Regions from separate parts of the Sus scrofa genome. Here region 2 is linked to region 1. The links are chromatin contacts, called in public Hi-C maps. All regions are on one chromosome and are shown on one strand. Each heading gives the region's core, a stretch centred on a gene start, on an enhancer-like site or on the middle of the called end of the contact. The rest is flanking DNA. Distances are from core to core; before and after follow the strand shown. Region 1 holds the start of RNF11 (RING finger protein 11). Region 2 holds the start of CDKN2C (cyclin-dependent kinase 4 inhibitor C).

Evidence for each region. Hi-C and Micro-C count contacts between places; a contact is called where the count stands out from the background.
Region 2: a contact with region 1 is called in a Hi-C map of skeletal muscle, with 2.3 times the contacts expected there. The contact joins the promoter of CDKN2C here to the promoter of RNF11 in region 1. A contact is called at or near these places in 1 of 5 promoter capture datasets (fetal liver), 4 of 47 Hi-C or Micro-C datasets (embryonic fibroblasts, epiblast stem cells, heart right ventricle and 1 more) and 2 of 2 datasets of contacts at active chromatin or transcription factors (alveolar macrophages and skeletal muscle).

The regions. Positions count from the first base shown.
Region 1 is chr6:160,909,232-160,915,650 of Sscrofa11.1, forward strand. RNF11 (RING finger protein 11) reads right to left here and starts at 2,482. Exons shown (of 3, transcript XM_003482086.4): 1 at 1,823-2,482. The coding sequence starts at 1,945.
Region 2 is chr6:161,162,872-161,169,290 of Sscrofa11.1, forward strand. CDKN2C (cyclin-dependent kinase 4 inhibitor C) reads right to left here and starts at 3,810. Exons shown (of 3, transcript XM_003127980.4): 1 at 2,564-3,810; 2 at 1,971-2,110. The coding sequence starts at 2,099.

The DNA of each region.
Region 1 (6,419 bases), core at 1,232-3,731:
ATAAGCACAATGACCTATAGCATTTATGAAGAAAACCAAGAGTGAAATATAAACAATGTACTTGCTTCAAAGATTCAGAACAACATCCAGATTTATTTTGAATTTTTTAAGACTTCTCTTGTGAGAATTCTTTGGAAGAAATGGGTGTATAAACTTACAAAACTAATACTGAATTCAAATTCATTAATTCATTCATTGGGGACATTGTCTCTATTCTCAAAGGCTTACAGTCGTCATTTATTTCACAGTTACTGAGCCAGACGGTGGGCATACAACACACAGGAACCATGGGGACCCTACCTGCATGCAGCTTATACTGGAAGAGAGAAATGCCTCAAGAATGAGACACACATCTAACTAAACAAGGATAACACTTAAGTATTCTATATGCTGCTTATGGAAGTGTAGAGGGTTGTGGGGCGGGGGCACAAAGAAGGGAGTGATGGATTCAAGGTGTAAGGGAGGGGAATGTAGGGACTTCAGATACAGATGAGTTCTCAAAGAGGATCAGAGGTTCACCTGGCCGACCTTGGGGAAAGGGCTCCAAGCAGAGGAAGGAGCTAAGGCAGAGAGGTGTGAACAGACTGCTGTATTTGATAGGCCAGGAATATGAATGTGAAAAATAAACCATGGAGGTTTCTGTATGCCACAGTAAGACTGGACTTTACTGGTATATATGAAAGGTTTCCGAAGGGTTTTATTCAGGAAACTAGCATATGTGATCAGGTTTTTCTGGTGTGATGAGGCACTGATTTACATAGGTATGAGAAAAGAACAACACTAGATAATGATGTCACCACATGAAACAACAAAGGAGAAAACTAAACCCTGTTCAGGAAAAAAATTAAGGCACTTAACTATCCAAGTCCTTCTGGGAAAAAAGTTTTTAATCAACATCATTTAAAACTGAAAAACTAGACAAAAGGTTTATATATATACATAAATATTATGTATTATAGTATCTACGTATCTATTTTGAATTTTCTAAAGAGGTCTTTAGCTCTTTACTAATTGTGTAAAGACAGCTGAAGCTGCTGACTGCTGTGCAAAAGGCAATGAAGCTGTTTGGGAGAGAAGCCTTTGATACAAAGGGAGAACCACAAGTAAGAGAAGGTATTTCTCAAGTAAGGTTTAAAGGTTTCCAGAGTTCAAGATAATCACGTTCTATTAAGTCAGCGCGTTTAAAAGGTGTGTCATAGGGGTGGAGCAAAAGGATTAAGGATTAAAATTTTTAATTTACTATATATATAAACAAGTAATCCTTGGTGCTGCTCGAACCAAAAAAACTACCTGAAAATCTCCCGAGCTGAGGGAGAAATGAATGCTTACCAGATCCAATTAATCCTACCAGATCCAATTAATCCAAACAAGGTAGGGAGGAAAGGATGGTCACACTTGGAAGTATAAATGAGGTGGGGGTTAACCACCTATCCACAACCCATAATTCATCGCACCTGGCGATGCGATGTGGCAATCGTCTCCAAACCTCACAGTTCAGACTCCACGACTCAGACATAAAGGCAGGAAAATGTCACTTCCAAACTCCACAAGCTAACCACTAGCCACCGGCCAAGGGGACATAATCATATATCCGAATTTCAGAACTCAAGGACAGAAGTACCATCCCCACATCGAGGTGAAAGAGTCCCCCTATTTCTGGAAGTGAAGAGCAGTCGCCCTCAAATTCAGTCCTAAGCGTGTCAGTGCCCCTGAGGCCAGGTCTTACCGAAACCAAGGGCAGTGACAGCCCGAAGCCCCCACGACCTCGGCCAGAGCTGCCTCTGCTCCTCGCACCCCCCTTCCCCACACACACCCTCCGTACCTGATATGGCGGCGGCGGCTCCTGATCCGGCTCCGTCCCCTCGCCAAAGCTAGCCCGGTCGGACTGAGACTCGTGAAGCAGGGAGATGTCATCTGAAGTGGGGGATTTGAGGCAGTTCCCCATCTTCTGGGGTTGGGGTGTGTGATCTAGGGGAGGAAGAAAGCAGCGGCGGGGTCCTTCGCACGCTCTGCGGTCAGCCCCGGTCAGCGACGTGGGGTCGAGTGGCAGGCCGGGGCTCAGGCGGCAGCGGCTCCCCCGCCCCCCGGCGCCGCCGAAGGGCCGCTCATGCCAGCCCCCGGGGTTGGGGGCTTAAGGCTGGGCCGCGGGCTCGGCTGGGGTCGCGGCGGTTGCCTCCTACGAGGCGGCGGCTGCCTCCTACGAGGCGGCGGCGGCGGCGGCGGCGGCGGGGGGGGGGGGGGGCGGGGAGACGAAGAACTTCCCCACCCCGCCCCCCCGCGGGGCGGCGGCGGCCACGAAGCTGTTGGGCCTAATCCAGGTCAGGAGGGGGGGGCGCGGCCGTCGCGGCTCCCTCAGCTGCTGCCTCAGCTGCTGCTGCCCCCGCCGACGCCGGAGCCGCAGCCGCGGGCCTCATCCTACACCGCCTCAAAGCGGCGGCGGCGGCCAGAACGAGGCCAGCTGCGGCCCTGCGTCACGCCGCCGTGCGTGCCCTGGTCCCGCCCCCGGCGTTGGGAGGTGTAGGCGGCGCCGGCCCCGCCTACCCGGTTCCCAACAGCTGTTCCCCGGGCTGCGTCAGTCTCTGCTTCTCCGACAATTAGCTGGGGACCGAAACCTCTGAAAGCTCTCTTGGGTCTCCTTGCCTCCCCACATCCACTGCTCCCTCCCCGCTTGCCTCACTTCACACCTGTACGCTGTTTTGTCAGTCTTCTCACGACCTTCTGCCTAGTTATCTATTTATGAACCCGTATTTGAATGGATCACTCCCATTATTAACATATTAAAAGGTTTACCATTTATCCCTTCAAATAAAGTCCAGACTCATTAAGGAAACTTTCCTAGCTCCCCAATCGCTTCCTGATCCTCCTATATCACAGCCAGAAAGATTCTTCTTCCAACTATACTAACTGAATGCTCTATTTCTTTTTTTTTTTTTTCCCACTGTACAGCAAGGGGGTCAGGTTATCCTTACATGTATACATTACAATTAGGTTTTTTCCCCCACCCTTTGTTCTGTTGCAACATGAGTATCTAGACATAGTTCTTGAATGCTCTATTTCTTTCCATTCCCACCACCATAGTACAAGTTACCATCATATTTCTATTGTTGTACTTGGAACCCTTCCCCCTGCATTCACCATTGCCCCTATTCAATCCACTATTTGTTCAGTCCAGTTTTCTTTTTAAAATGTAAAGCTGATGTCCCTAGGGGGAATTTAAACTTTTTAAAATCTTCAATGGCTTCCCAATGCTGTTATGGCTAAGCATTAATTCTTAAATGGTTTACAAATCTGGCTACCTCCTCGATCTCATTAGACATTGTTCCCTGACATATTCTACACTCTAGGATGCCTAAATAAAGTAGTCCAGTTATCTAGAAGGGATAACTTTTACCTTTTAAAAGTTAAAACGCTAAGGCTTTACCCACACTGTTTCTCTGACAGAAACTCACTTCCGCCCACTTCTGACCTTATACCTCCCATCAAGCTAAACATTATCCCCACTTGTCCTTCCTGGACTCAACTTTGGTTCCACTGGGAAGCCTCTCCTAATCGTGGAGTCTGGTTGCCTAGTTGCCTCTCCCTGAGCTTTTCTCTATTACAGTCTGATCAAGCTGAATCATCTGTCTCTCCTCTGTGCAGGGCCTGGCACATTGCTTAAGGGAGAGTAGTCTCTCTTCTTAGTTGAATGAACCAAGAGCCCAAGAAGCAATGTATGTAAAGGAAAGAAATAAGAAGGATGAGAATGTTCCTAATGGTTATTCATTCGACAAGAAGACAAAAAGTGAGTCTTGACTCTCTTTCCTTTCATTCATCATTTACTGATTTTTTTTCTTTTTCTTTTTCACACTAGACCCTATACTAGGCACTAGGGAAACATAGCTTGTTCTTGATGGAGCCCAGAGTCCAGCTGGAAAGAAAAGTAAACAGACAAGTTCTTTTGCCACCCTCATCAAAGGTTTTGGGAGGAGAGATGATAGAAAGAAAGATAGATAGATATAAAGTCATAATTTCCATTTATTAGCCTGGGCACTGAAAGGTTTGTATTGACATTCCTGTTTTACAGGAATAGAAACATGGCTTCACATGGCTATTGAGGGGTAGAGCCAGGATTTGAATTATATACCAGTTACCTTTATTATACGCCAGTTGTGGAAAGGAACTACATCTTTTTTCATCCTGATATTCCTTTCTCAGAGTATAAAAACAGGGGAATGGGGGAAGACTTATCTTGAAAAAATGCCTTTGGCATCCACATATATGTTTGTAAGGAAGTAGCTATACAATAATCTTTCTTCGTAAGCCAGAGGGTTTTTTTTTCTTTTCTTTTTCTTTATTCTTTTTTTAATTCCTTACTGGAGCATATGGAAGTTCCTGGGCCAGGGACTGAATCTGAGCTGCATCTGCACCAGATCCGTAACCCACTTGCTGGGGATCGAATCTGTACCTCCACAGCGACTTAAGCTGCTACAGTCAGATTCTTAATCCACTGTGCCACAGGAGGAACGCCAAGAACTAATTTTAAATGGAAAAAGTAACAAGAATATTGAAGTGACAAAGATTTTCCAAGACCCAACTCTAGACAAGCTCCCTAAGCCCTCAAGGCCCTAACCTTGGGTTCTGTCCTTGGCCCACTTATTCTAGTTTTAGAAAGAATCTAGCTGAATCAGTTTAGCCAGAATTCCCCTCCTTCAGTATCTGGCCACCTTGGCCTGCCTTCAGCAAAAATCCTATCAATGGGTTTAGCCAAAATTCCCTTTTATCCCTGATGTTTCCTCTTTGTAATTTTCCCTATTATGTCCCACCCTGTTCCTTGCCCATAAATCTCCACTTGTCCTTTTTGTATTCAGAATGGAGTCCAGTTCCATGCTGAGTTCTCTTTTCCCCTACTGCAATAGTTCCTGAATAAAATTTGCCTTCATTGCTTTAACTTATCTTGTTCTGGTTTTCTCTGACAGATCTAACGCAGAAGCAGATATGAGAATCTAGTATCTTCTGTTGCACCAGATTTTTTTAAATAGACTATTTTTTAGACCATTTTTAGGTTCACATCAAAATTGAGCAGAAGGTACAGAGATTTACCATATACTCCTCCTCATACATGCATAGCCTCCCCCATTATCAAAATCCTGCACCTGGTACTTTTGTTACAATTGATGAACTATCACACAAAATCCTTGCTTATGTTAGGGTTCACTTTTGATGTTGTACATTTTATGGCTTTGGACAAATTTATAACGATGTCTATCTACTATTATAGCATCATATAGAATAGTTTCACTGCTGTAAGCCTTCTGGGCTCAGTCTATTCACTTCTCTCTTGCCCCTAACTCCTGGCAACCACTGATTACTTAGTAGTCTCCACAGTTTTACCTTTTCCAAATTGTCATATATTTAGAATTATACAGCATGTAGTCTTTTACATTGGCTTCTTTCACTTAGTGATATGTAATTAAGGTTACTTTGTGTCTATCCATGGCTTGATAACTCATTTCTTTTTAGCACTGAATAATATTCTACTCTCTGAAAGTCCCATAGTTTATTTATTCATTCACCTACTGAAATGCATCTTAGTTGTTTCCAAGTTTTGGTAATTATGAATAAAGCTGCTATAAACATTTGTCTACAGGGTTTTCTTTTTTCCAGTGTTTTAAATTGTAGTAAAATATACCACCTTAAAATTTACCACCTTAACCATTTTTAAGTATACAGGTCAGTATTAAAATAAATTCATAATATCATGCAAACATTAGCACCATTCATCTGCAGAATGCTTTTCATCTTGTAAAACTGAAATCATCCATTAAATTTAACTCGCCATTCTTCCCTCCCCTTAGCCCCAGCAACCACCACCATACTTTCTGTCTCTGTGATTTTTGACCACTCAAACTAAGTATCTCATATAAGTATAATCATATAGTGTTTGTCCTTTTACGACTGGCTTATTTCACTTAGCATAGTATCTTCAAGATTCATCCATGGTATGGCATATTGAAGAATTTCCTTCCTTTGTAAGATTGAATAATGTTCCACTGTATGTACGTACAAGATTTTGCTTATGCATTCATTTATATTTGTTTCCATATTTTGGCTATTATGTTGCTGCTATGAACATGGAGTACAAATATCTCCTCAAGACTCTGATTTGTTTAAATATCCAAAAGTGGAATTCCTGGATCATATGGTAAATCTATGTTTGATTTTTTGAGAAACTGCCGTACTGTTTTTCCACAGTAGCTATACCATTTTACATGCCCACAGTCTGCAGGTTTTTACTTGAACATAAGTTTTCAATTAATTTGGATAATACCAAGGAGCAGAATTACTAGATTGTATGGATAAAAGTATGTTTAGTTTTGCAAGAAAGTACTAAACTGTCTTCCAAAGTGACTGTACCATTTTGCAATCCTACCAGCAATTCT
Region 2 (6,419 bases), core at 2,560-5,059, 250 kb after region 1:
ATACATTGGAAAACACATACGAAGCTGACTTATCTCTTTAGAATGTTTGTTTTAAAAAATCACAAATTAAGTAATATAATAACATACATTTAAAAGGAATAATAGTCTATAAGTGCAAACTATATAGATGGCCAAGATGTCAAGCTTCCCTGGTGATAAAACCTTGCTGACCATTAGCCCTTCCTTTGGGGCAGTGGTTAAAAATGATACATAACTTATTTTTCAAGAATATCAATGACATATACTTTTTGGTTATTAAAAATTAACACAATTTAATTTTAACCACAACTACCTCTAAATATTAGTCATTTAAGGACCTGGACTGGGAAAAATGAGAGACAGACACTTTGGATCTTTGTAAAGCACATGTACGATCAAGGCCTTTGATATTATCCTGATTAAGAAACTTACACTAGGAAGGGGGGAAGATCCTTTGTAATTGAGTTAAACATAATTGCAGGAGGAAATCTGCCATATTTCACAGAAAAATAATAGTAATAGTAGAAATTGTTTTGAAAGAAAGTTCTTTCTTGAGTTATGACACAACTTCAGAGTTAGGATTATACATACTGAAAATAAGCCTTGAGACTCCTGTTTGTGTGCGTTTCATTTTATGTACTAGGGCTAAACCACAATAAGTGGGTGTTAGTATCTTGATAAGTATGTTTAATATAAACAGGACTGCAGAGTTGTATTAAAAATGTTTGTCAGAACTTTTTTTTTTCAGTATTAATCTCCCAGTCCTCGTGCTCATCAAAAGCCCTGTAAGATCTTATTCGTAGAGGGTTAAGTGGCTCATTCTTTGTAAGATATATATAATACTTTGAATTTTCAATAGGAAACTTTTCAATATATTTGTGGCATTGCTATCATCACCAAATTACTAGGTGGAAAAATGAATCTGCCTGAAATAACAAGATAAATAATTTAGTATCTATGTATAAGCTTCCTTAATACATTTGAAATTTTTTGCAAGGCCAGTGTATTCTGTTAAAATATACAGGCTGTATGGACTTCGTCTGTTAATAATACATCTCCTGCCACTTAAATTTCTAATATTTGCGATTAAAATAAGGCACTCTAAAAACCCACTTCCCATTGGATTTTCAAAACAGCTTTAAGTGTTGCATTTTGAAGAGCTCATAAGAATATCATCAGAACTCAGATCAACAATTTGAGACTACTTTACCATCTTTCTGTTTCTAAGTCTTTCAACTAAGTTACAAGATCAGTTCAGAGAAGGAAAAAAATTACCAGGTACACTATTTGGCAGCTGGATGTGTTTCATTTGTTGCTTGTAAATCTAATTACTAAAAATTAGAACATACCACGGTATGACCACAGAGACAAAAACACTATAAACTGAGCTCTGATTAGAAAATTCAACTTTCTATTCCTCCTCAATCCTGAATGGGTGGACGGTATTACATTAACTGTGAAATGTACATCCTGTGCCCGTGCCCAGGCCACCCATTCCAAACGAGGAAAGGTCGTTTGTCAAAACTTGAAGCTTTTGAAGAAAAACACCCTCGCCAGTAGTCAAGAAAATTAACATTAAAGTCAATTATTGGAGCAAAGTTCGGAAACCACTAATAGCAGTGTATTTACTTCAAATAATAATCATAATAATGTGTTTACAGAGCTGTCTAAAAAAAAAAAAAACCCAAAAATAAAAAACTCCGCGCTGCTACGAATGCTTTACAATCCCCACCATCACAAAAACATTCCAAAAATTAAGACCAAACCTGGAACCCAGTTGATATCGAGGATATTATTGGATTTGACGAGTTCGTTCAAAGTACGTCATTTTGGGTAGTTGGATCCACTTAAAGATATAAAATATGGCAACCAACTAGTTTTAAAAACAGTGAAATTTTGTACCCCTGAAGGCTTAAAAGCTATTATTCTAGAAACCCGGGTCACGTAGGCAACATTGTTGACCTGTTTTCCCCACCTCTCTGGATACCAACCTGCAGCGCAGTCCTTCCAAATCCATTTTGTGCATTGACGTTTACATTATTTTGCAACAAACTAGTAAGTTGCTCTAGGTCCCCCCTGGCAGCTGCGGACGCCAACTCGTTCCCCCAAGGCTCGGCCATTCTTTAGGGTCCTGACGATCGGGAAAAGATGAATTAGTTGTTTTTCTTTTTCCCCTTTCCTTTGCTCCTAACCAGGCTGCATGATGGCATCGGAGACTGACAGAAGGACTGGGATGGTTAATCTGGAGTAGAGCTTGGTAGTAAATACTAGTAAGATCTGCCTGCCAAAAGCCCGCCCCTCGATTCACACGTGATTATTCAGCAAAACTGAGCCATTGGAGAGGGGCTCCGCTCCTCGCTTTTTAGCTTAACCCCTATGAAGAAGTCTAGTGATTAACAGAGAGATATGCAGACACACATATATTCCTGGTAAATTACTCTGGACGTAAAATGTAGGCTGAGCTGTCACGTACGTACACTGCTAATCTCTGTGAGGAATGTGTGCGGAGATTTAAGGGACTAGATCAGGGAAGAAAATACTGCGGAAGAAGAGACATTTGGGGGAAGAAAAGGCATTCACCCACCCTTGTTCACGGTGGTGACCTGAGCCACGCGAGCCAGAACCGCAGGGCAGGTCCTCGGGGGGACTCGGTCTCCATCCGTCTCGCCGAAAGAGTAGTCGTGCGTCCTCCGCTGCAGGGAGAGCGCCGCGGTGGCTGGCTGCTGACGTGCTCTGGGGGTTAAAGATGATCGCCAAAAGCAAACCAGAGTAGCAGTTCCGTGGCCCTCAAGTTACAGATCGCAACAGCTCCTCAGTGGCCTTGGCTTCTCGGGAAGAGCCTTTATTTGCGTCCGGGCCGAGCTGCGGGCTAACGCCGCGCGGGAGGGCTCCGGAGCCCGCCCGCCCGGCTACCGCAGCCCCGCCGAGCCTCAGAGGCCGTGGGAGCCAGGCTCGGCGCGCGTCTCCGGAGACGGCCGGGCGCGCGGCGGGTCCCCGGCAAGCCGGTCATGCCGGCCCCACAGGGTCCCGGGGCTTCCAGAAGCGAGGACGGGGGAGAGCGATGCGGGAAGCGTCTACGGGTCCGGGTCCGCTGAGGCAGCGCGCTGCAGCATCGCGGTCGCACACGGCAGCCCACCGGGAACTTCCCGCCTACGACCAAGCCAGTTCAGACTTCCTACTGCAGAAGTTCATTCAGCCGCCGCCGCCTCTTTTCCTTCCTTTCCCGGTTTTCTGAGGTCCTCTGGAGATCGCGAGGGTCCCCGGAGGTCCCAGGCCAAGCTTTGAGTATGGGGTGCTGCCACAATTCCAAGGCACAGCCAGTCCCGCTGCCCTCTCGGGGAAAGCCCAACGGCTTCGGCGCCCGGTGCCACTTCGCCAACCTCTCGCGGTCCCCTGGCCTGTGCCCCCAGCCTGTGGCGCCGAAAGGGCAGAGGCCGCCAGCCAGCTGTGCCCGGAGCGGAGCCGGGTAGCACTGCTTCCTCCAGAGCCGCAGCGCTCCCAGTGACAGTTTCTTTTGTAGCTGGTCCCCCTCAAATCACCGGTCCCGGCTCCCTTCACCCCTACAGACACTTGTGCGTCGTGCCCCTTTCTGGTCTTTTCCTTCCCTCCCTCCCTTGCTTCTTTTTTCGCTCAAACAATTGCTGCTTCTGTTGCTGCTGCAGAGACGGTGCCGGTTTCTTCTCCCTTTTTCCGACTTCATCAGCTTTTTTTGAAAAGAAAAAAATTGAGCGCTTTTTGAGTTGAAAAACCCGCCCCCATTTTAACGGCAGTTTTAAGGAGGCTCTGCAGAGTTGCTGGCCGCGGGAGCGGGAACGCAGGGCGCCGCCCACGCCCCGCCCTCCGCGCTGGCGGCGCTCGAGCTCTCGGCCGGGCTCGCCCCGCCCCTTGCCCGGCGCCCTTTTTCTAGCCTGTTAGCAGCTTGCATTCCTCCCTCCGTCTCCTGCGCTGGCTCCCACCCGCCAGCTCGGAGGCCCGGCCCCAGCTCGAGCGGCTTTCGGCCCGGTGGAGCAGGGTTTGACCTCTTCCCACTGGCGGGCGGAATGGAGTCTGCGGAACCCCGGGCTGCCCGGGGCCGGGAGCGGGGGTGGGGCGGAGGTGGGGTGAAAGAGGCTTGTTAATTAAGGCTGTGGAGAGCAAAGCTCGGTGGGTCTGGCTGCTGGAAGGCGGAAAGCTGGCCCGAAGCGAGTGTTTCCCCGGGCTTGGCGGGGCAGGCCGGCCCGCCTCCGCGCTCCCGCGCTAGGCTCTCGAAGTTCGGGCAGCCAGGCCTACGGCTGCCGCCGCTTCTGGGGCGCGAGCCGTGTCAACTCGGCCTCCTTTTCTCAGTCCAGAGCTGCGGCCTCGCACCTGCCAGATCAACGACCAGGGCCACGATGGACAGAGGTAGCTGCAGGGGTTGAGGGAGAAACCCAAATGACAGCAAAAACAGTGCTCTGAAAAAGGAGAAGTCTTTTATAGCCTTCTTCCTCTTATTTTATTTATTTATTTATTTTTTGCGAAAACTGAAGGCACTGTATAGGTAAGAAATCATGACGAACTCTGAAGCCTTCATGTTACAGGGACTTGAAATATTCCCTTTCTTTGGGGAAAGGGAGAAAAGCAACTAACTTTAAAGCAAAATAAAAAATAAGTCCTGGGAAGGGTTTTCTAACAAGACTATTTCTTTACTGTCACAGTTCTTTAATTTCTTAGATGAGACTTGTTTTGGGGGATGTAAATGTAAAGGAATCGTATCTTCCCTGGTCAGTCATCAGGACACCAGTTCTCTGTACTTTTTACTTCCTCTTGTAGCTATTTAAGATTAATCAACTACTGCTTTCTATATTTTTTGCTCTTAAAAATATCCAGCACTGCTGCATGGTGCACCTAGTGGTCAAAATGAAACTAAGCAAAAAAAAAAAAAAAAGACAGGTGGTCTAACTATTACTGGCCTATAGCAGGCATAATATCCTCAAGCAACATCTATACCCAGCTCCTTGAAGTACACGGGGACTATTAGCAACAAAAAACACACCAACAATATCTGGATAATCATCTAGCAACAGATTGTAGAGGGAGAGTTGAAACTGGGAAGAATCTGGCAGTGTTCTCTTTAACCGAATTGGTGAGAAAAAAAAAAGTAAATAACCAGAGCTCTTTTTTTAGGTAACTAAGCTTGAAATGTGAATGAAAAATGAACTATAGCAAAAGAAATTAACTCCTCTTATTTTTACATGTATTTAGATATTTCAAATAGAAGATTTAGGATTCCATATATACCAGTAAATACCACAGATAATACAATTTACATAAATGGTTCTGGGAAATTACTATGTAATCTTTCAGTACAGCTGGGGTGTGTGATGATATAGTAGAACTGTTAGCTGATAAGAGATAACCGGTAATTTATGAAAGCTGCTTTCTAGCATTTATTATGGTTTCTGAAAAATATGAATGTTGCTTTCTAGCATTTATTATGGTTTCTTGCTAAAAGAAGAGATTATAGTAAGTCTTTTTTTTTTTTTTTGTCTTTTGTCTTTATAGGGCCACACCCACGGCATATGGAGGTTCCCAGGCTAGGGGGTCCAATCAGAGCTGTTGCTGCTGGCCTATGCCGGAGCCATAGGAACACCAGATCTGAGCCACGTCTGCAACCTACACCACAGCTCTTGGCAACGCTGGATCCTTAACCCACTGAGCGAGGCCAGGGATCGAACCCTCAACCTCATGGTTCCTAGTCGGGTTTGCTTCTGCTGCACCAGGACAGGAACTCCAGGAAGAATCTTAAATTGTACTCATTATGTAAAGTATAGGTATACATGTGTTATAATTGCCATGAAATAAAATACTTTTGCTGAATAACTGAATAAATAAAGCTTATAGTAATTTAAGATGCATACACGAGCTGGATTAAGATTTTCGGAGATCCTAATCACTGAAAAGATTTTGATGTCCCATGGTCTTACCTCATACATAAATCAAAATAACACAAAACTTAAAAAGTAAGTGTAAAGAAGTCCAACAAAGTTCTGATTTTTCCCATGATGACTACTTAGGTGCTTTTACTGCAGTATTAAATTCCTTAAGGAAGTTTCTGTTCATTTGCTTTCACTCTGGCTTTCCTTGTGTCTTAAAACATATGCTTTGTTTGCTTATTGTGTAACACAACTGGCAGCATAGAGGTTGCATTCTTAGTTCAGAAAGCATAAGTAAGCACTACAAAGGACCTCCAATGTAAATCTTATATTAATTGAGTGATAGTTCATAGATTCAAAGGTATCTCTGCCTTAAATAAGCTTCTATTATGACATAGTGTAGAAGAAACATTCATAATTATCTATTTTATTGATGTTTCATTCTCACAAACGCAGAAATAGAGCCTTTTAGTTCGATATAAAATATTAAGTTATGGAAGTCTTTTTCTTTGCAGCAGTTCATGCTCTTTAAAGGGTTCATAGAAATAC